Regions from separate parts of the Mus musculus genome. Here region 2 is linked to region 1. A link is a contact called in public Hi-C data. All regions are on one chromosome and are shown on one strand. Each heading gives the region's core, a stretch centred on a gene start, on an enhancer-like site or on the middle of the called end of the contact. The rest is flanking DNA. Distances are from core to core; before and after follow the strand shown. Region 1 overlaps Gm36904 (a long non-coding RNA gene). Region 2 has its middle 30 kb from the start of Zbtb18.

Region 1 (7,578 bases), core at 2,514-5,013:
TATTCTGTGGACATTAATACAGAGGGACAAGACTCATAGTTTGTTGTGAACGTTCTGATGCTGGGCAGGGCAGGCATTTACACTCACTCGGAGGGAGAATCCCTTTCAAATCGGAAACTGTTCTTATTTACCATCATACAGGGAACAGAAACATCTAGTCAAAAATGCTTAAATGCTTTAGTGGGACACAGTGGTAGGGCAGCTACTTTGGGAGGCTGAGGCAGGGGAATTGCTTAGGACCAGGAGTTTGGGGTTGGCCCAGAAGATAGCAAAACCCTAACTGAAAAGCACGTTTACTTTTCTCTAATACCCATAAAACATGTATTCACTGAAAATCAATTTAGAAATATTAAAAGAAAAAACACACACAAAAGGAAAAACCCAAAACAGGCATTGGTCCTTCGGCTCAAGCTTATTTATCCCTCCAGACTTATTTCTGTACACTTTTTATCCCTCCCCCAAAATATAGCAAAATGATATCCTTATAATGTGCTTTGTGTCCTGTTACGAAAATAATTTCTCTTTTTTGGATTACCGTAAGTTAACTAAGCCATCCGTTGTTGATGAACATCTAGATCTACTCTTGTGCTATTGTGAAAAACATCTTATTAACTGCTAAATTCAAGTCATTTAACATATTTGAAGTATTGCCTTAGGAGAAAACTGTCGGTTGAACCAATGTGATAAAAATATATACATTTAAAACATTTGAGACACATTCACAGCGTATCTCACAACTTTGGTTTGGTTTGTACCCTTATAACAATATATGAGAAAGCCTACAGATCTTAAACTTTTTCTGTTCACAACTCCTTTTTAGAAGATTTTGAGAATTTTTTTTAGAAAGCCTTGGGAAAGTGGGTGTATAAAATGGGTATGCAAATCAAAAATTTACTGCCAATAGCTCCTAAAGAAATTTACTTTCAAACAATTCTCTGGTATAAATATAACTTTATTGTTTATTAAAGATGAAAGTTTGCATACTAGTACTTATTTATTTTTACATAAAGTTTGAAATCTTGGCTGAATACTGCGGGACAGAAAACTGTCAAAATTTTTAATTCTATTTTTTTCTATTTTTTCATGTGTATGAAGGCTTTTGCATTTGTAGGGGCACACACTTGTGCAATTACACATTTATATGTGCTTGCAATTGTGTGTGTGTACACATGTGTGCATATGTGGAAGCTCTAGGTTGATGGTAAGAATAGCTCGTCCATCTTACTTGTTAGGGCTGGGTCTGTCAATCAAACCAGAAGCTCAGAGACATAGCTCCTCTGGCAGCCCATTTGCTCTGGAGGGCTCCACCTTGCAGAGCTGGAATTCCAGAGGCTGCCTCAGCCGCCTGGGATAGCTGTAGACCTGACTCTGGTCCTTGCACTTCTATGGTGAGGACTTTTAACTATCAACCATCTCCCCAGCCTCTCTGCAACATTTTTAGAGCTGATCAATATTTTGATTTTATAATTGTCAATACTAAGAATACCACTCCTCATGAATACATTGTACAAAAAATGCAGAAGTATGCTTAGAGCCATTTCAGGAACTGCTAGACATTCTGTCCTAATCACAAGCCAAAATTCATTTAGTGATTTGTTGTGAATTCAAGGCAGTAACTCAAACAGGAATGTGTGTGTATGCGCGTGTGTGTGTGTGCGCGCGTGCGTGCGCCGATGCACATGCATGTGCCTGTGGAGGTCAAAGTACAAATGTGGGTGTCATTAAGCACACCCCCTCATTTTGTTTCCCTACTAGGTCTCTCTGTGGCCTGAAACTCACCAAATAGGCAAGACTGGCTGGCCAGTGAGACCAGATATCCTGTCTCTACCTCCCATGTACTGGGATTACAAGCAAATACCCCCATGTCCAGCTTTTTAATAAATATGCCTTTGAGCTTATATTCTCCTGCTTATAAGGTAAGCACTTTATTGATGAGCAATCTTCTCAGCCTTTAAATGGCAATTTTTACAATTGAACATTCTAACAACACAATACAAAAATGAGACAATACTAATGTGATACATGCTGAGGAAAATATTAAAACTTTATCCCCATAATTACACCATTAAGTTACTACAAGAGCAGAAACCTTTGTGTTTACAGCAAATACACTGAAATTCATAACCTAAATTCATAACCTAATGTCAAGTCTAAGCTGAGGTGTTCTGGGTAGTGTTTACTGACACTGTATGGAATGAGGGCATGCGTGGTGCAAAGTGCCCTTGTTCCGTATTTATAACCAAGGCTGCAGGGATGTCATATGATACTCAGTGAGCAACTGCTTCAGGAAATGCTTTGACTTTGTTATGGTTTGGTTTTTAATTCATTTTTGGTCATTCTGGGTTCAGAAACCCTTCTACTGTTGCCAATTACATGGACACCCCCCCCCCCCCACACACACACACACAGGTGAATATGAAACCCTGTATGTGATCATGCCTACACATGAAGTGGGGAAAGGCACTTGATGGGTAAGTCTGGCAACCTGAGTGTGATCCCTGGCATCCACATAAGAGTAGAAAGAAAGAACCAAATCCACAAAGCTGTCCCTTGACCTCCACATGACACCATGACACCCCACACGCACATCATGCCCAGGCTCAATAATAAAATCAAAGCTTTAAGGGTAGCCTGGATATTATTAGCTTTCCTTTCTTCCCTCAAAGGTAAGATTTGAAATCTTTTTGTTGTTTAAATTGTGTGTGTGTGTTGCTGGGCCTTGAGTGTGCCTCTGAATTTCATTTCTGTAATCATGTATGAACTTGTGCTGGCCCTCAGTATACTCAGCATAGTTTTCTAGCATCCCCTTCAACGTCTACACGGGCTTTCTGGATTTTTGAATGCAGCTTCATCCTGACCTGTACTCTTCGTTTATGCTCAGGTACATGGGCTACCTCAGGCATTTTCCAGGACCCTGAGGCCAATCAACAGACTTCTTGAGAGCAACCTCCTTTCATCCACAGAAATGAAAACAGGGCTATGGCAGACAGCTCATGACTTTGTTGTTTTATTGAGACAGGGTCTCTCTCTCCAGCTGACCTAGAACTCCCAATTCTCCTGCCTCAGCTTCCCTGGTGCAGAGATTTAGACTTGTGCCACCATGCTGAGCTTGATTTGTTTTTGAAAGCTCAGCTTGAGTGCCAGTGAGGGTCTTGCTGTGTTGCCTAAGGCCTGCCTAGTTGGCTGTTCACCTCCGCCTCTCTTGTAGCTGGGATCATAGATTGCTCCATTTTGCTGGGCTACAGCTAACAGTTGCAACTTCTTTATGGAGGGAGCTCCCTTGGGGAAACCTGGAGCAGGTGGAAGCAGTGGCACTCACTGAGCAGGATGTCCAGCCTAGACAAGCTGTTCTTTTTCTGGTGACAAATGCTTCAGTGAGCAGTGACTCAACCCGTGGGCCTATGCGGTTTTGGATTGGCATGTGACCTCCTTCTCTCTGAAGGAGGCTGTTGAGACGGAAACCCGGATGTGTTCCTGCAGATTGACAGTGGCTGAGGGTTGGAATTGATCTGTGTGTGTTGGGATTGATCTGTGTGTGACAGTCAAAGCAACCTGTAGCTTAAGGGTGAAAGGCATGCCCTTAGGAGCCTGCTTCCATTTTCAGTACCCACTGGACTCATGTGTGCCTCAGTTCCCTCTTCTGTGAAATGTACCTCTTTCACAGAGATACCGTGATGATTTCCTCGCTCCAGAAAAGCTCTCATGGCCTGGCTTATTGAGAGCACTAACGCAGGGGTAGGGGTGTGGCTAGATGGTTGAGCACAAGGCCCTGAGTTTGGGCGGGGGTGGGGGTGGGGCGAGCTAATGAACTAATAATGCAAAGGAATGGGAAGGAGTGGGAATGGATGGAAAAGTTTAAAGGGGGTCTGGGGGTAGGTGAACACTGAGGTCAGCCTAAGTTTTTGAAGTGAGGTCAGCAGCCCGGCATGTCTTGTTTTTTTTGGTTTGTTTGGTTTGTTTTGTTGTCCACAAACCCCCCCCCCCCCACTTGCAGACTTTCCCACGCCGCTGCCAAGAGGGTGGGGAGCAGTCGCGCAAGTGGAGGGGAAGCAGCAAAACCCGTGGCGCGGGTCGGGCCAGGTCGCGATGGAGGAGCTGCGACTGCGGGCTGCCGGGCGCGCAGAGAGCGCATTGTGCGGGAGCGCTGAATGGAACAGGGCTATGTGCGGGCGGGCTTGCACGGATTAGCTTGCTTTCCCATGAACTACAAAAGAATGCTCGAATCTGGGGCATTTGTCATCAAGGGGCAGGCTGCGCAGGATGCAAGGTAACCGGAGCTTTTCCCGGGCTGCCGCAGTCTTTGGGGACGCGGGTCACTCTAATCCTTCCTGTTTATATTGTGAACGCGTCGCAGCGAGGCTTAAGCAGGGCCGTGGTAAATACGCATCGCAACGCGGGCATTCCTAAACAGCTACGTCCTGGGCTTGCTTTTCATTTGTAGTCTGAGGAAGGGGCACTGTTGCCTCCCATGTATTCGGTCCCAGCCCAGAGCGGCTGAGCAGCTGACACAGAAGCGCATCGAGGCAGCTTTTCTGCACACAGAACCGGCTTTGGCCCTTGAATAGTCCTCTGAGTTTACACAGTTGCTTCCCTGGTTTAGTCCTTCCAGGACTGAGGATTTCAGAAGATTGTAATATGAAACTACCTAGACACGGCTAATTTAACAGCGAGTTGTTAGAAGAAGTAAAAAAAACAAAACAAAATACAACAACAACAACAAAAGAGAGTCTTCATGGTGTTTGTAGAAGCCAGGAGATAAACTGGTCATTGGTGGGACCTTGTTAAGAATCCCAAACAACACATTTCCCTTTTGCTGGAATTTGATCCCTCTCAAAACCTACTATCTCAGGCCTGTGAGTCTGGGCAATTAAATATTTGTAGATGGTGAAGTTTGAGGTAACCCTACTCCTAATTGAAGGCACAAAACACACCACCATGCTGGAATTGAGCCTGGAGCCAGAACTCGTGACTTCCTTTCTCCTGGCTTGGTGATGTCTTCCCACGCACAAAAAGACAGAGGGCTCTCGAAGGCCTATGGGCCCTGTCTAAGCTTGTTTGTTCTCAAAAAGAGGAGTGAAGGCATTTTTCCCGTTTTGTTCATTTATTTATTTTTTTGTTTGTTTGGGTTTTTTTGTTTTTTGTTTTTGTTTGTTTGTTTGTTTGTTTGTTTGTTTTTTCGAGACAGGGTTTCTCTGTATAGCCCTGGCTGTCCTGGAACTCACTCTGTAGACCAGGCTGGCCTCGAACTCAGAAATCTGCCTGCCTCTGCCTCCCGAGTGCTGGGATTAAAGGCGTGCGCCACCACGCCCGGCTTATACATTTATTATTTAACTCTACAACCATTTAAAAGTGGTTAAAAGAGTCTGAGACTCATGTTAGGATTAGGAAAGTAATGTGAGGTTCTGCTTGTGGCCTGGAGGAGATGGGTGGGGTCAAGACAGAATAGTGCTTAGGGAAAGTCGAGGAAGGGGGTGGGGTGGGGGTGGGCTTTGAAGAGACTGTTAGCCATAGGTCCCAATTTGCAATGACTTAACAATGATCCTGACAAAAATTCTCTAACTCCCTACTCTGTACAGTTAGAATCTGCAGAGGGAACCCAGACTCCCTCTTGTTCTTATTTTCCTTCCCAGTTTCCCCCAACCCCCAGGCTTTCTTCCTTTGAGATTCACCGAACCCAGCACCTTACCTAGTCTATGGTACTTTGCTAAGCTTTGGTTCCGTTTAAAATACCAGAAAGGGTGATGGTTGGAAGGAGATGGTTAGTGGGACAGCGTTTGTAAACACAGCAGAGGTGGCTAGGACCTTCTCTGTCGCTGGTGACTAGCATAGTCCTTGGTCTCAGAAACTTGTGCTTCATACTTCTGCAATGATTATGCAGGAAGCATTAATTCCAGAGTTTATGTGTTCCCTTAGCTGGAAAGTTGTGTTGCCAGACAGACAGACAGACAGACCCAGACCCAGACCCAGACCCAGACCCCCTCCCCCCCCCACACACACACAAACCACTTGATTTAGGGTCCCTTTCCAATAAAACATACCAAACAAACTCACACTCTTTCTCTTTCTGGGGAATGTTAAATATTGTTAATATGAGAGGTGTCTGTTCCAGGAACTATGAGCTACCACATGCAAAGTGTTAGATAAAAAGGCAATTGCTTGTGGCTGGGGAAGGTAAGAGCATTCACTACTCTTCGAGAGGACTTGAGTATAGTTTCTAGCATGCACATGGCTGCTTACAACTCTATAATTCTAGTTCTGTGGACTCCAACACCCTCTTCTGGGCTCCTTGGGTCCCAGGCATGCATGTGGCACTCATATACATATACATGTAGGCAAAAAAATTCATATACGCAAAATAAAAAAATATTTTTAAGGTAACATTTAGAAAACTAGACTAATATCTCAATGTTTATTTGGTAATCACTTTACAGTTAAAGAACATCTTGCTTTTCTACACAAGCAGAGTGCAAAGTCCAAGCATTTAAGACTCATTTGACAAATAGGCAATTGTATAAGGCACATGTGTAAGGACCTTGCCCTTCCATCCTGAGCTTGAGACCCACCAGTGCTATGAGCTCCTGGAGTAGCAAATGGAAGGGTTATTAATTTCCTTATCAAAGGAGATATTCAGTGCTTTCATTCTATGTCATAATTAAAGCCACGGGTTCAGAGAAGCACCACTACAGTGCATACCACCTCTAGTTATGTTTCTTGTCTTTTTTTTTTTTAAAGATTTATTTATTTATTATATGTAAGTATACTGTAGCTGTTTTCAGACAGACTCCCTAGAAGAGGGCATCAGATCTCATTACAGATGGTTGTGAGCCACCATGTGGTTGCTGGGAATTAAACTCAGGACCTTCGGAAGAGCAGTCAGTGCTCTTAACTACTGAGCCATCTCTCCAGCCCCCATGTTTTTGGTCTTTATTTGTAACACACTGTCAAATGTTTTAAAGAAGACATCCCTCCTGTCGAGCCATCCCCCTTGTCATTCGGTGCCACATGTATGTGCAAGGGTTTCCATAACTCTGGGCTGGGATGTAGCTCTTAGTGGTGGCGCATGTGCTTAGTTAGCACGTAGGAGGCCCTGGTTTCCAGACCTTAGCATGTGCTATGAAACTTGAAACTCTTTAGCTAATCTTCCAGTGGAACATCTTTAAGTTAAAGGACAGAAGTGGAAGCTCCCTCTGCTCATACATTAAGCAGACCCCTCTTAGACAGCCCTCCTGAACCCTGAATCAGCAAGGCCCTTCTGACTCTGACCCCATTAACACTTGCAATCTGTCTGTTAAATTTTTCCGTGGAAATGGTGCTTGTGTATTTAATGTCTGCCCATTTTGCCCCTTAGCTCCCAAGGAGAGACTTGAATCAAGCTCAGTCATGTATTCCCAGTACCTAGCACATAACCTTTATCAAAAACAATTGTTCAAGTAGTGAATAAACTCAGAGATTTTATAAACTGAAAATACCATCCTTCCAAATAACTTAAAAAACAAAAAACCTTTTGGGACTAGGAGTGAGGCTCAGTGACAGTGCACCTGCTCAATGGGCATGGGGCACTGGGTTCAAACATCAGCA
Region 2 (7,578 bases), core at 1,926-4,425, 89 kb after region 1:
AATACAAGGGCATGATAACCAAAACATAGGAGGGAGGCACGGTCCCACCCCTATTCCTGAGGCCCTACCTGGGCAATTTGCACTTCCCATCCACTTACTAACAGTTTTGGCAAGATTAGAAGTTTGGCTCTAAGGAGAATGTTTCCACCAGGGGGCAGAGCAAGGGTTACCTTGTACCTCCAGACTTAAGTGTTTTCACTTCTAATAGAGGAAGGGCAAGAGACGTCATCTTGACAGGAGAAATGTATTCTGATCATCAGGAGGTAGAGCTATTGGTATGTAATGGGGCAAATGATTATGTGCTTACTGTCCTGGTGACCCATGTAGGTTCTGATGATGTTCCCCTGGCAAACAAGCGCAGCTTACACAGCACAGGATTACAGAGGTTGAGGAACAATGTTTGTTTACCAGAGCACATAAGCTATGCCAGCAGAGCAGGTGCCAGCTGAGGGAGAGGGTCATGTGGGATGGATGGGGTGAGATGGAGGGATGTGTAGCTGTGGTCTCAACACATCCCTCTGACCTTCCTCTCCAGGTTCTCCAGAAAAAGAGATGGCAAGACTCTTGCAGGCACTGTTCCCAACTGGGGCAATATTATTAGGCAGAGTAAGTGGGTTGGATTTTGCGACTGCAATAGGAGTGGTAATTCACTGCCAAGGTCCTTGCTCTGGACCCAACCTCTAGGATATAGGTTGTAGTCAGCTCACAGGTGTCCCTCGGCCCCACAGGGAACTGTACCCCACCCTCAACAGAGCCCAGATGCACCTACACTCTCTCTAGCACACCCAACGCCTGATTGATGGGGGAGAGGAGGAGTTGGGGCGATAGGGTCCAGCCCTTTTGTCTCAGTTCAGTCTGTCTTAGTCAGGGTTTCTATTCCTTCACAAACATCATGACCAAGAAACAAGCTGGGGAGGAAAGGGTTTATTCAGCTTACATTTCCACACTGCTGTTCATCACCAAAGGAAGTCAGGACTGGAACTCAAACAGGTCAGGAAGCAGGAGCTGATACAGAGGCCATGGAGGGATGTTACCTACTGACTTGCTTCTGCTGGATTGCTCAGCTTGCTCTCTTATAGAACCCAAGACTACCAGCCCAGGTATGGCACTACCCACAAGGGGCCCTTCCCTCTTGATCACTAATTGAGATAATGCCTTACAGCTGGGTCTCATGGAGGCGTTTCCTCACCTGAAACTCCTTTCTCTGTGATAACTCCAGCCTGTGTCAAGTGGACACAAAACCAGCCAGTACACAGTCCTAGCATCAAGTAACACCCCCAGCCCTTAGGTACCCATGGTCAGAGGCATCTGTTGCTGCTCTGAGAGGCATCTTCTTCTACACAGCCCTAGGCCCCACCCCTCCAAGGTACTTCACTGTGAGTGTGCTGCAGACATCTCTTCCTCGGAGTGTCTCCCAGGAACCTTTGCCTGAAACTTGATCTACCATAGAAACCAAATAAAGACAGAACAATACTGTTTGGTTCAGCGAGGACACCAGGGCATGCTGCTTTCAGGCTGATTATACCTAAACTGGATCACTGCCGTGAATAAGGACAAATTCAGTTTACCATTTTATAGAATTCTGCTGACTCAGGCCCCAACATCTCCCTAGCACACATACACAAGCCCTGCCCCCCACCCACTCCATCTGAATCAGATCTAGCAAAGAGAAAAGGCAGTTTTGATTTAACAGTTCATTTCTGATGAAAAAATAAATACAACAACAACAAAAAGAAGAAAGAAACAGAACCAACTCAGAGCAGCCCCAACTAACCACAACATAATGAGCTTACCTGATTCCTCCTGTCCTCTTTCTCTCTCTCTCTCTGTTCTGAATTTTGTATTAAACCCTGATCATGGGTCAAGTAAAATCTCAGAAAAGCAAAGGGTAGGTTCAAATTCCAATTTCAGTAAACTTATGTCCAAATTCAACATTCTATGATTTTCTGCCACAGCTAACTGTTGGAGAAGAACATCATTCCAATTTGCATACAAGGCTCCATACAAATAGGTGTTTAAAATTTACTAAGTGGATAAAGGTCAGATTCAAAACTTTTTCTGGGTAATAAATATTGCAAATATCCCCATTTTTTTTCTTGACAAACTTTTGGTTCCTCTCCCCCCCCCCCCGCCCCCGTCCGAGCAGTAAGGCACAATCATTCTAGAATACTGCCAAATATAATGAGCATCTACAGATGGGCTGGTCTGCAGCTGGAGGCTTTAACTCTGTAGTATTTATTTGAAATCTCCAAGCCAGCAGAGCAGTACAGTGAGCACAATTCTCAATGTTTTGGCTCTGGAGCAAATAGCGGTTGAACTTAGTTTTTTCAGCTAAAATGGAATTTATGCAGATGTGCTTTGCACTAAATTCATTAAACAATTACATCCTGGTGCCGTTTTCACATTTTTGTAAAGGATCTGCATAAGCACTAATTAGATCTAAGACAATGTTACTGGGCAAATTACAGTGTGGATTGTCCGCCTTGTCTTGCATTCTGCATCTGCTTCGAGATGATGATAATTTAGGTGCAAGTCATATAAATGTTGGGTTTTGTTCCATTTACTGGAAATATTTATTTGAAACATACTATAGATTAATTGATAATGTAACCATTTTTTAAAAGGGCCTCCCGATGTTTTTCTCACGGGTGTCGAGTGGTAAAATCCAATGGGAGGTGGGGGAGGGGTGATTATAGTAGCTGGAACTTCTCACAATTGCTAGCTAACTGGCATTTTCCTCCGTGAGGTTGAGGTTTGCTGCTGAAAAGATCTTTGCATTTCATTTGGCTTCAAGTGCAAGCTGGGCTTGCTGAATTACAGCGGGGCCTTTCAGAATGCAGCATTCACGCAAAGGCATGCGGAGTCTCCTGGACAGCTCCCAGGGGTAGCAACCCACCTCTTCCTGCATCAGCTGGACAGTGACAATGTCAGAAGACCTCAGTATCTTAGGAGATTCAGACGGGGTGTGTTTCCTTTCTCTAATTTTTATCTTCTATTCCGTATACCATTAAATGTAAAAGACTAACATTTAAGCATGAAATCCACTCTGTAAAAAGTTAGGACATTCCTACAGGGTTTCTATGGCAACTTTGAATTACCAACTTAATTCAAGGCTCACTCCAGCCCAGAAGTCACCAGTAGACATTCCGTACCAGACTCTCCATTCTGCTCACACCCAGAACTGCTTCTGCTCCAACCAGCAGCATCCCCCTCCCCGGAAAGAAAGCCAAGCCTGGGCATCAGCCTGGGCATCAGCTTGGCTGCTGTGGTTCTAAACCCCACTCCCATGGCTGGACTTTTCAAATGGTTACTTCTATTGTTTGATGGAGCCAGCCAGAAAAAGCCAAGTTCAGTGTGAACGCCAACAGAGATCATGAGGCAGAACTGAACTCTGAGCATAATCAAATGCAAAAGCCCAACTCCGAGACACGTGGAAACGTCCCTGTGTGAGAGAGACGCGGGAGCATAGCAAGCACACATGGGGCTCTCTGAAGTTAGAATCCAGCCTGGCTCACTCTAGCTGCCTGCTTCCCTTCTTCCTTGGGTGGGGCTTTGTGTTCCCTTCTCCGGTTTTTGCTTGGTGGGGGAGATTGTAACCATAAGGGTGATAATAATCGCTTCTACAGACTTAATTGTAAGCCTGCAAACGCTGTGCTGGTTAAATCTGAGATTACATCTTCCTTGAAGGAGAAAATAATTTAGCACTGGGGTTTCACAGTTTAAAGGTAAAGTGTATTACATTGCCCCCGTGGAGGAAAGCAGTGTTTGTTGATTATTGTTCTCTCTCTCTCTCTCTCTCTCTCTCTCTCTCTCTCTCTCTCTCTCTCTGTGTGTGTGTGTGTGTGTGTGTGTGTGTGTGTGTGTATAGTCTTACTTATACACCAAGTAGACTTTCAACATGCTGTCTCTGCCTCAGGAGTATTGAGGTTATGGGTGTATGCCACCACACCTAACCAAAAATCTATCAGCTATCAATAGCTCTTCAGCTAAGGGGGAGGGCTCATGAAACCCTCCCCACTCCGTGCTGGAAGGTTGACTGGCTTGATCTTGTACAGGACTGTGCAGGCAACTGCTGTGAGCGCATATGTGGTCCTGTTGTGTCCAGAATCTGTTTCATACCAGTCCTTCCTGAGCTCTAGCTTTTACACATCTACGCCCTCTTCTGTGTTGGTCCCTGCAACTTATATAATCTAGATGCTCCATTTGTGGCTGGTTGAGCAAACCACAGAAGCTTACTCTTTGCACGTTGGTCAATTGTGAGTTTCTACATTAACTGGTGTCCATTGCACAAAGAAACTTCTCTGGTGAGATCAGAGACACGAATTTTGAGAGCAGTTGCATACCACATCCATTTAGCAAACTAATAGTAAAAGATTTCTCCTTGGGACGTAGGAGATTTTTCAACCATGGATTTTTTTTTTTTTTTTTTACCAGATTCACACTGGGTGTGCATTTCTCCTGCAGTGTGGACCTTGTGAGTTAATCAGAAAGTAGTTGGTGATTCCCATAACATTTGTGCAACTAGAACACTTGTGGGCATATCTTGCTGGGATAGTCATTATTGTAGCTCAAGGTTTAATTATCACTGTTCTCCTCCAGTAGAGAGTATGTATGTCATGTTCCAAAAAGAAAGAAAGAAAGAAACAAACAAACAAAAAAACTAGCCAGTTGGGATGAACCTTCCAGTTCAGTTCTTGCTTAATTCTCCGTGGTATTATGACCTGGTGAGGTATTGATAAAGCAGGATGCTCTCCTAGACAGAAAACTCAAATGGTAGGCACAAATCAGAATTATGTCCTTTTTAAAAAATATATTTATTTACTTTATGTATATGAGTACACTGTTACTCTCTTCAGACACACCAGAAGAGGGCATCGGATCCCATTACAGATGGTTGTGAGGCACCGTGTGGTTGCTGGGATTTAAACTCAGGACCTCTAGAAGAGCAATCAGTGCTCTTAACTGCTGAGCCGTCTCTCCAGCCCCAAGAACTGTGTCGTATGAGCACTATTAAGGTCCTTGGACTTTACTCATCATATGTTTCCGGTTAGAACGTACAGCGAGTAGTCCAGGGTCGCTGAAAAGCAGCCTGTTTGCTCCTGACTCATTTAACCCAGAGTCAGCCTGTGATCCACTTATTCCATTCCCAGATATGTACCTCAGACTGGCCATTTTTATACTAAAACTGGTGTGTTAAATCCAAAAGCTCAATGTGACTTGGAGGTGGTGTCTTCAGGACATTATTAGGTCACGAAAGCACCACCATTGTAGGTGGGGTTAGTACACTCTTGAAAGATGCCTCAGAGAACTCCCTTTTCCTTCCCCTCTGTGAAGAATGAGTCCCCATTGGACATCCAATAAGCTAGCATCTTGATCTTGGGCTTTCCAGCCTCTAGGACTTGGGGAAATAAATTTCAATTGTCCACAGCCACCCAGCTGTTACAGCAGCCCAGGAGACTAAGAAAGTATTCCAAGAGACATGGAAACACATAACCACATAAAAAGTTGTACATGAACATATATAACAGCCAAAGATGGATACAATCCAAATGCCATAGATAAACTATAGTATACCAATATAAAGGAATTTTATTTAGCCATTAAAAAAAACGAAGTGTTTCCCACATCCAAGATTAAAACAACAAAAAATAGAAAGTATTTAAAAACTTGGGTCTGTATATTTTCTTCTTGTCATTTTATTTTCTAAAATACTAAAATAACTATATAGTTAGCCATCTGGAATTGATTTTAAATATATAGGTCCAGAGGTTGGAGAGCTAGCTCAGCAGTTAAGAGTGCTTGCTAGTCTTCTAGAGGACTCTGGTTCTGTTCTCAGGACCCATTGCTGGCAGCTCACAACCCCCTGCACGCCAGCTCCAGGGGATTTGATGCTCCTGGCCTCTCTAGGCATATACATGCGTGACACACACATATAAACAAAAATAAATATTTTTTAAAGGTGTAAAGAGATCCATAAAATTAGCTTTTCAGACTCCAACAAAACAGACAAATTGTTTTTTTAGGAATTAGCTGAACGGTTTCATTTGATTTTGTCATGGAAATAATAAGCAATCTTCCTTTGTATCTGTTAGGATGGACACTATAGAAAAACAGAAAGTACAAATGTTGTCAAGGATGCATAATATTGGTGGAAAGATAAAGTGTCGCATTCATGCTGAAAAACCAGTGTGGTGGTCTCTCAAAAAATGAAAAACCCTGTCTATAGCTAGGGGAGCAGCCTAGGCATTTTGCCTAGCATGTGCAAGATTCTGCTGTGAAGCCCTAAAATCACAAACTTTTTGAAAACTATAATTACTGTATGATCCAGCAATTATTCTTGTAGGTATAAACCCAAAGGAATTGAAAACAAGATCTTGAGCAGATACTTGTTCAAGCAGCATCACTCATAACAGACAAAGGTTGAATGTAATTCAAGTATCCATTGAATAGAAAATAGTCAATGGAATGGTCAGTGGAAAAGCAAGAATGGGAATAATTATTATATATTATACAATTCGGCCTTGAAAAGAATGGAGATTAGGTTCATGCCACAACATAGATGAGACCTGAGCCTCGAGAGACCAAGCTGAGTGGAACAGGCCAGACACGGAGAGTCAAAAACTGCATTATGATGCCACCTTTATGAAGTATCTAAGGTGGCCATATTTACAGACAGTAAATAGAATGAGCCTTGCCAGGGGCTGAGCAGACACAGGGGAGTGAAGTTAACATGGTAAATTTAAAATTATATACATTTTATCACACTTTTTAAAAGAGAAGCAATGGCTGCTTGTATGTGTATGAGCCTGTCAACAGGGTGGGGGACAAGCTGCCTTTGGGCTCCCAGGGACCTGAGCTGGAGGTTCCCTTGCTGCATATGTGGTGCCATACCCAGGCCAGACCCAAACTACAAGACTGTACCTCTGTTACATGCTTATTGTTCTCTCCTATTACGCTACTTTAGGGGGAAAAAACATAGATTAGCATCCATAAGTACTAGTACTGTGCAATTTTTTTAATATCTAATTTTTTATTATGTATTTTCTTCATTTACATTTAAAATGCTATCCCAAAAGTCCCCCATACCCTCCCCCCCCACTCCCCTACCCACTCACTCCCACTTCTTGGCCCTGGCGTTCCTCTGTACTGGGGCATATAAAGTTTGCAAGACCAAGGGGCCTCTCTTCCCAATGATGGCCAACGAGGCTATCTTCTGCTACATATGCAGCTAGAGACACGAGCTCAGGGGGTACTGGTTAGTTCATATTGTCGTTCCACCTATAGGGTTGCAGACCCCTTTAGCTCCTTGGAGTACTGTGCAATTTAAGCTGCCAGATTTAAAAAAAAAATCAGACATCCATTTAAAATCTGAATTTAACATAATGAAAGACTGTTTAATAATTATTTTATATAAGCATTTCCCAAGCATTTCCCTGCATTTAAAGTATCTTGGGCAAGATTGAAATATATATAATAATTAATCAGAAATTAAATTTTAAATATATATCCCATATTTTGTTCACTAAATAAAATCCTTACCCCCAATGCTAATGTTTTTATCGATCAAGTAAGTGACCA

Evidence for each region. Hi-C and Micro-C count contacts between places; a contact is called where the count stands out from the background.
Region 2: a contact with region 1 is called in a Hi-C map of cortical neurons, with 1.5 times the contacts expected there. The contact joins two enhancer-like sites. A contact is called at or near these places in 7 of 484 Hi-C or Micro-C datasets (the C10 cell line, cerebellar granule neurons, cerebral cortex and 3 more) and 2 of 115 datasets of contacts at active chromatin or transcription factors (embryonic midbrain and pancreatic cancer cells).

What each region holds. Positions count from the first base shown.
Region 1 is chr1:177,318,713-177,326,290 of GRCm38.p6, forward strand. The region is part of intron 6 of Gm36904 (a long non-coding RNA gene); the gene reads left to right. Among named protein-coding and RNA genes, the nearest start is that of Gm36904, 65 kb to the left of the region's middle. Within about 2 kb of position 3,764, at least 142 of the 459 cell types and tissues checked have an H3K27ac peak or open chromatin away from gene starts, as enhancers often do. A contact at or near this core is called in cortical neurons, where this site is marked.
Region 2 is chr1:177,408,731-177,416,308 of GRCm38.p6, forward strand. No RefSeq gene overlaps it. Among named protein-coding and RNA genes, the nearest start is that of Zbtb18, 30 kb to the right of the region's middle. Within about 2 kb of position 3,176, at least 28 of the 459 cell types and tissues checked have an H3K27ac peak or open chromatin away from gene starts, as enhancers often do. A contact at or near this core is called in cortical neurons, where this site is marked.